Regions from separate parts of the Ovis aries genome. Here region 1 is linked to region 2. A link is a contact called in public Hi-C data. All regions are on one chromosome and are shown on one strand. The core of a region is the stretch at or near the end of the contact, and the rest is flanking DNA. Distances in the headings are between cores, read along the strand shown. Region 1 holds the start of DUSP7 (dual specificity phosphatase 7). Region 2 overlaps POC1A (POC1 centriolar protein A).

Evidence for each region. Hi-C and Micro-C count contacts between places; a contact is called where the count stands out from the background.
Region 1: a Hi-C map of hypothalamus shows a contact between it and region 2, with 2.8 times the contacts expected there. The contact joins the promoter of DUSP7 here to the enhancer-like site in region 2. A contact is called at or near these places in 6 of 16 Hi-C or Micro-C datasets (blood, hypothalamus, liver and 3 more).

Annotation. Positions count from the first base shown.
Region 1 is chr19:48,895,944-48,898,870 of ARS-UI_Ramb_v3.0, forward strand. DUSP7 (dual specificity phosphatase 7) reads left to right here and starts at 1,331. Exons shown (of 3, transcript XM_027957564.3): 1 at 1,331-2,044. The coding sequence starts at 1,528. LOC121817246 (a long non-coding RNA gene) reads right to left here and starts at 422. Exons shown (of 3, transcript XR_009597514.1): 1 at 1-422.
Region 2 is chr19:48,838,914-48,841,713 of ARS-UI_Ramb_v3.0, forward strand. All of the region lies in intron 10 of POC1A (POC1 centriolar protein A), which reads left to right. Among named protein-coding and RNA genes, the nearest start is that of DUSP7, 57 kb to the right of the region's middle. Within about 2 kb of position 1,433, at least 16 of the 54 cell types and tissues checked have an H3K27ac peak or open chromatin away from gene starts, as enhancers often do. A contact at or near this core is called in hypothalamus, where this site is marked.

The sequences.
Region 1 (2,927 bases), core at 81-2,580, 57 kb after region 2:
CGGGGAATGCCGCAGGGCCGCTCCTCTACCTGGTCAGAAAGCTCAACTCCTGCAGGTTCCAGAGGCACGCACTCTGGCAAATCTCAGGCACCGCCGCCATTCATCTCTGACCCTGATTCCCTCCAGGATGTAGAGGCAGGGTGGCGGGGAGCCGCCCAGCCTCGGGCAGAGTGGGAGGGGGTAAGCCCCAAGGATGTGGGCGCACTCCGCCGGGCAGGGAACGGACCGGACGGACTGCAGGATCAGCCAGGGACGGACTCCCCAGCGCAGACAGCCCTGACTCCTTAGGGGAAGCGCGGCAGGCCCCGCGCACGCGCGCCGCGCTAGTGGAGCCGCTTTGTTCCAGGGCTACCTGCGGCTCCATTCACCTCCTCCGCGGAGCCAGCCAGCCTGCCACCCGCAGCCAGTGCCGCTGAGGCCCCGCCCAGCCCGCGCTGGGTGGAACTTTTGGCGGGCCCCGCCTTCCCTCTGCCCCGCTCCTTCGGCTGCGATTGGCGCTCTGCGTGGTGCGTCCCGCCTGTCATTAAAGTTGATTCGACAGTTAGGAAAGGTGGGAGGAGAGCAGATTACAGAGGGGGCCCCCTCCCTCCCACCCCGGTCCTGTGGAAAAGTCACGTGGCGCTTCACTCCGCGCCTGTCACCACTCCGCTTGTAAAGCTTTCTTAAAGGTCCCGCTGTCTCTTCCCAGGGCCGGTCCTTTTGGGGATTTCTACAATCTAGCCCGCGGAGGGTGGCACGGCCCTGGGCCTTCCTACCTTCTTAGCTGCCTAGTCCTGCTTTCCCCCTCGGACCTGCTGGAGTGAGACGACCCCTCAGGTCTCCAAACGCAGAGCCCTCTTTAGGACTGTGCAGCCGCCTGAAACGGTGACAGCCTAGGTGCCCAGGGAATGGCACGGAGTAGGTGTTCAGTTCCCGTGTGCTGAACTCGCTGGGAGTTGTTCATGAATCAGTGGAGTCGACAGGACTTCGGCTCAGCTTGATAGCCCCTTTCCTCCGCTCCATCCCCGGGAGACTGCGGGAATGTAGGGGAGAGGATCCCTGGAGCGGGTCCCCCGAGGACAGCTCTTGGGACAGGCACAGAACTGGGAGCTCCGGGATAGGACCCAGGAGTGTCTTGGTTGGGCCTCTGGGAGAGTTTTAGTGGGTTCTGAGCGGCAGCGCTGAGGCCGAGCGAAGGCCAGGGGGCTGGTCTCCGGGCTTAGGGCACCGCTCGCGTGCCCACAGACCCCGTGGGGAGGGGCGGCGGAGCAGCGGCGCCTTTAAGCTCGGGAGCCGCGGCGCGGCCCCGCCCCCCTCGAGGACGCCTGGGCGCGCGGCCGCCTGAGACGCTGTTTAATTGGGGCTGTCAGGCCGCGGAGCGCGCGGAGGGCCGGGCGGGACGGAGGCCGGGAGGCCGGGAGGCCGGGGCGGCGGGCGAGCAGCTCGGCGGGAGGCGGGCGCCCGGAGACGCGGCTGGGGCCCGCGCGGCCGGGGCGCCGTCCCAGGGCAGGGCTGCCCGGCCCCGGCCCCGGGCCGCCCGCGCTCCCCATGAAAAACCAGCTCCGCGGCCCCCCAGCGCGGGCGCACATGTCGGCCTCGGGGGCGTCGGCGTCTGGGGACACCGGGGCGGGGTCGGAGCCCGGTGCGGGATCTGGATCTGGCGCCGGCACCGGGGCAGGCGCGGCGGCGGGCGCAGGGGCCATGCCCTGCAAGAGCGCCGAGTGGCTGCAGGAGGAGCTGGAGGCGCGCGGCGGCGCGTCCCTGCTGCTGCTCGACTGCCGGCCGCACGAGCTCTTCGAGTCGTCACACATCGAGACGGCCATCAACCTGGCCATCCCGGGTCTCATGCTGCGCCGCCTCCGCAAAGGCAACCTGCCCATTCGCTCCATCATCCCCAACCACGCCGACAAGGAGCGTTTCGCTACGCGCTGCAAGGCGGCCACCGTGCTGCTCTACGACGAGGCCACGGCCGAATGGCAGCCAGAGCCCGGCGCTCCCGCCTCGGTGCTTGGCCTTCTCCTGCAAAAGCTGCGCGACGACGGCTGCCAGGCCTACTACCTCCAAGGTAAGGGCGGCAGCGAGACCCAGTCTGGAATTGGGGCGCTCCCGTGGCTCCCGGATGCCCCCGACGGAGGCGGCTTTCTCTCCCCGTGCCCGGCCTGTCCAGCCGGCGCCACGTCTCCCCCGCTCGCATCCTCCCCTCCAGGGCTCCCTGCCCAAGCTGTGCGGGTGTAGGCTGGTACAGTAGCCCCCTCTACGTCCCTTTCCGGGCATGATCCGAGTGGTCTGAACAAACTTTTCCCCACTTGGGCTTTCCTTTTTTCCCCATTGTTGGGGCCATGGTAGCTCCCAGGTTCCCCCCTGAAGCCCGGCAAAGGAGGGAGGGTGCCCTCCTGGGCACCAGTTCAGCTCCTCCAGCCTGGAATGGGTGTCCCTGGAAGGCCAGAGTTAGGACAGGAACCTTTAATCACCACCCTCAGCCCTGCCAGGGCAGAGGGAGAGTTTGGGGGACTCGGAGGATCCCCATGTGGGGCTTGTCACTGGGGAATCGCCACCTCTTGGAAGTGCTTGGGGCAGGGCTGTAAGGAGTGTCCCTTGCCCCAGCTTTGGTTTTCCGAGACCCCCAAGTCCTTGGCCAGCCACCCCAGAGGTGGTGGAAGGGGGAGGCAGCCCTGGGAGGCGAGTGACTGCAGCCGGTGTTTCCAATTAACATTCCAAAATGGCCTCTTGCTGGCAGCGGGGCGGGCAGACGGGAGGGGAGGGGAGGCCTGCGGCACCCTCGGGCGCAGGGCCCATGCTTAGCTGCAGCGCGCTCCCCATTTCTTGTCCCTGTATAGCCCCCAGCAGCCTCCCCTTCTGTGGGTCCAAGGCCAGGGTCGGGGTACCTTGAGTTCTAAGGTGGGTTATGGAGAAGAGGAGCCAGGACCCCTTTTATGAACTTGCTCCTG
Region 2 (2,800 bases), core at 183-2,682:
GTGGGAGGGGCTTGGGGATGCCACTAACTCTGGAGCCTGTGATCCTGCTTGATGGGCCAGATCTGGGCTCTCCCCCAACCAAGCAACTGTGGCCCAGGTCTCTTAGTCTGGCTTTCTAACACAAGCCCATTTTGTAGAAATGTTTGGCTTATCAAACTTTGGAATCTCCAGGGGTGATGGTAAACAGCAGAAAAAGACCTTTAACAGTTTGATTTTCCTTACTACACTTAAAGTGTGTTCTTGCCCTTCCTGCCTGCAGGCTTTCCCTGGCTCTGAGGTGTAGTGCCTGGTGAGAATTTGGTGGCTTGGCTTCCCAGAGAGCCTTGAGCACCACCGCCGTGCCAGGGAGCTCTTGATCCTGATGTCCACCTCCCCCCTTCTCCCCCCAGCCCTGTTTACACTCTGGGTCTCAGATTCAAATGCCACATGAGTCACCCCTGGGCATTTGGGGATGTTAGAAGCGCATTGGGCCAGGTGCTGGATCTTGAATTCTGGACCACATGCCTGTTAGAGTTTGGCAGTCTAAAGCCAGAGGGGCAGACCATGGCAGGGGTGGCCCTGTGATCCTGTGACAGCCCCTGGCCTGAACCCCTGCTCTGGCAGTGGCTTCAGCGCTTGCTCTTGGAATGAAGGCCATCCTTGAGCCCACTGTGAACAGAGCTCTGTTCAGTGCCGGAGCTATTTTCAACCTCTGGTTGAAATTCACAGCTTATTTTTAGACACATTTCATGTTGAAAAGCAAAAGCCATTTCCCAGCCCTTCAGAATGAGAATAATGGGTTCCATTTTCCCTCTATTCTTGGCTGAGTTGTGATGAGAAGGGATCTTGGGACTGTGGCTAAAGAGCTTTCTCTTCTTGGAAGCCTGCAGAGGCAGGACTACAGCCCGTGCCCTGGGCTGAGAATGGGCAGGAAACACCACGTTCTGCCCTGTAGCGTGCTGCGTGGTGGAAGAAGGTTGGGAGGTTTCAGGCAGGTGAATGCCTCCAGAGGGGCCTGTGGGGTCCCCGCACACTGTCTGGGGCAGGGGCTTTACTGGCGTCGTTGGGGGACTGTATCGAGCTTTGTTTCCTACCCCAGCCCTGACTGCCTCGCCCTCTCTCACTCACTCTCAGGGTTCTCACTCCCTCCTGTGTTTTCTGCTCAGTCCCTGTGGCTGTTGACCACTGTGTCTTGGCCGACCTTGGATTTGGCACCTGCTCTCCAAGTCCCAGCCACTGTAGCTGACTTCTGCCTCAACCACAGAAGCATCCTAAAATCGTTCTTCATAGCAAAGATGCATTTATTCTGATAACAATCTTACTCTTGCCTTCCTCCAAACATCTGAGAGCCTGTTGTGCAATTAGGAAGGAAGGTTGTGCTGGGTGGGGCGGGAGGTTAAGAAGGCCAAATTCTAGGTAATTCAGTAAAACTAGAAAACCACTTCCTGAGTTCTCTGAGCTGGCTGCCCTCCAGTTGAGAGAACCTTGAGGTCTCGGGCCAAGGGCTTTTCTCCACTCAGCTCAGGCGGGAAGATGCGAACTCCTCCTCCTCTGTGAGATTGCATGAGGTGTTACCCATCGAGCAGGCACTTGAAACCATGCCTAGCACATGGCAAGTGCTCACCAAGCTCTATTTTTAAATTTTGTTTTCCTTTTTTCTATTTTTAGAATGTTCCTTTTCCTTCCTCTGTCTGACAGAACTAGACAAGCCCCCTGCCCCTGCTGTGATGAGGGACAGCAAGCCAGGGCCCGGGGCGCTTCTGACCAGGTCATCTTGGAGGTTGACTCTGCTCAGCAGGCTGTCCCTGTGAGGGCTGGTGTGGCTTCCAGACTCTTGCAGGTGTCAGTTATACATCCTGATGAGTAGCCTGAGTCCTCTCTGCTCCCACACATGAAAGCAAATCTATGAGCTGGGAGGAAGCAGCCCTCCTTTCCCCCTTGCCCCCACAACTCCTTGGGGCACAGTGCCTAGGACCCCCCGAACCTTAGCCCTCCTCTTCTGTCCCCAGGAAGAGGAGGCCAGGTTAGCCGAGGCTGTCTGTCCAAGGCCTCAGCCTTCACTCAGGGTGGTCCATTTCTTCTTCTTAGTTCCTTTGGTCCATGGAGCCCCTGACACCCCCTGTACCCCTACTTTAGTTCCCACAGTTTTTGTTTGCAGACTGGGCTTGACTTAAGGGTTCTTGGGCCCTGATTCCTGGCCCAGAGAGCCCTGGCACTGGATCTTGTCCCATGCTGAGGATCTGGGAGTCCTGGGTGGCGTTTGCTCAAGATCTGGGTTCTCACGCAGGGCCCTGGCCTGAGGAGTCATCAGATCAAGGTAGGGAAGGGAGCCATCTCCACCTGTCTCGTAGATTTGCGTTCTTGCTCGGGAAGTTGGGAGACTTGGGTCTCTTGGTGAGAACACACATTTGTGGCCAGCATTCGCTTTTCATAGTGAAGAGCAGTATGGATCTGTAGATGGGGCATTGTGAGTAGTTAGAGCAGATGCGCACCCCAAGTTTATATGTCTTAGAGAAGAGCCTCTCCTTTCTCTACTTGAGGCCAATTCTGGCTCAGAATTTCAAGCTATTAAAGGGGGTTCTTGGCAGCAGATCCTCAAGCAGTTGTCTAAGGCCATGCCACCCTGAAAGTGCCCAATCTCTGATCCTCAAGCAGTCAGAGAGTGCCAGGCACACGGGCATCGAGAGCCCGGTGAGAGGCACAGGAAAGCAGAGCCTCCCCGACCCTCCCAGTGCCTGCTTGCCTGGTTTGGCCATTGTTGGGCCTGGCAGGGTCTGGACTTTGTTTTCATGTTTCCTGGGACTTAGTGGATAGGCCATCT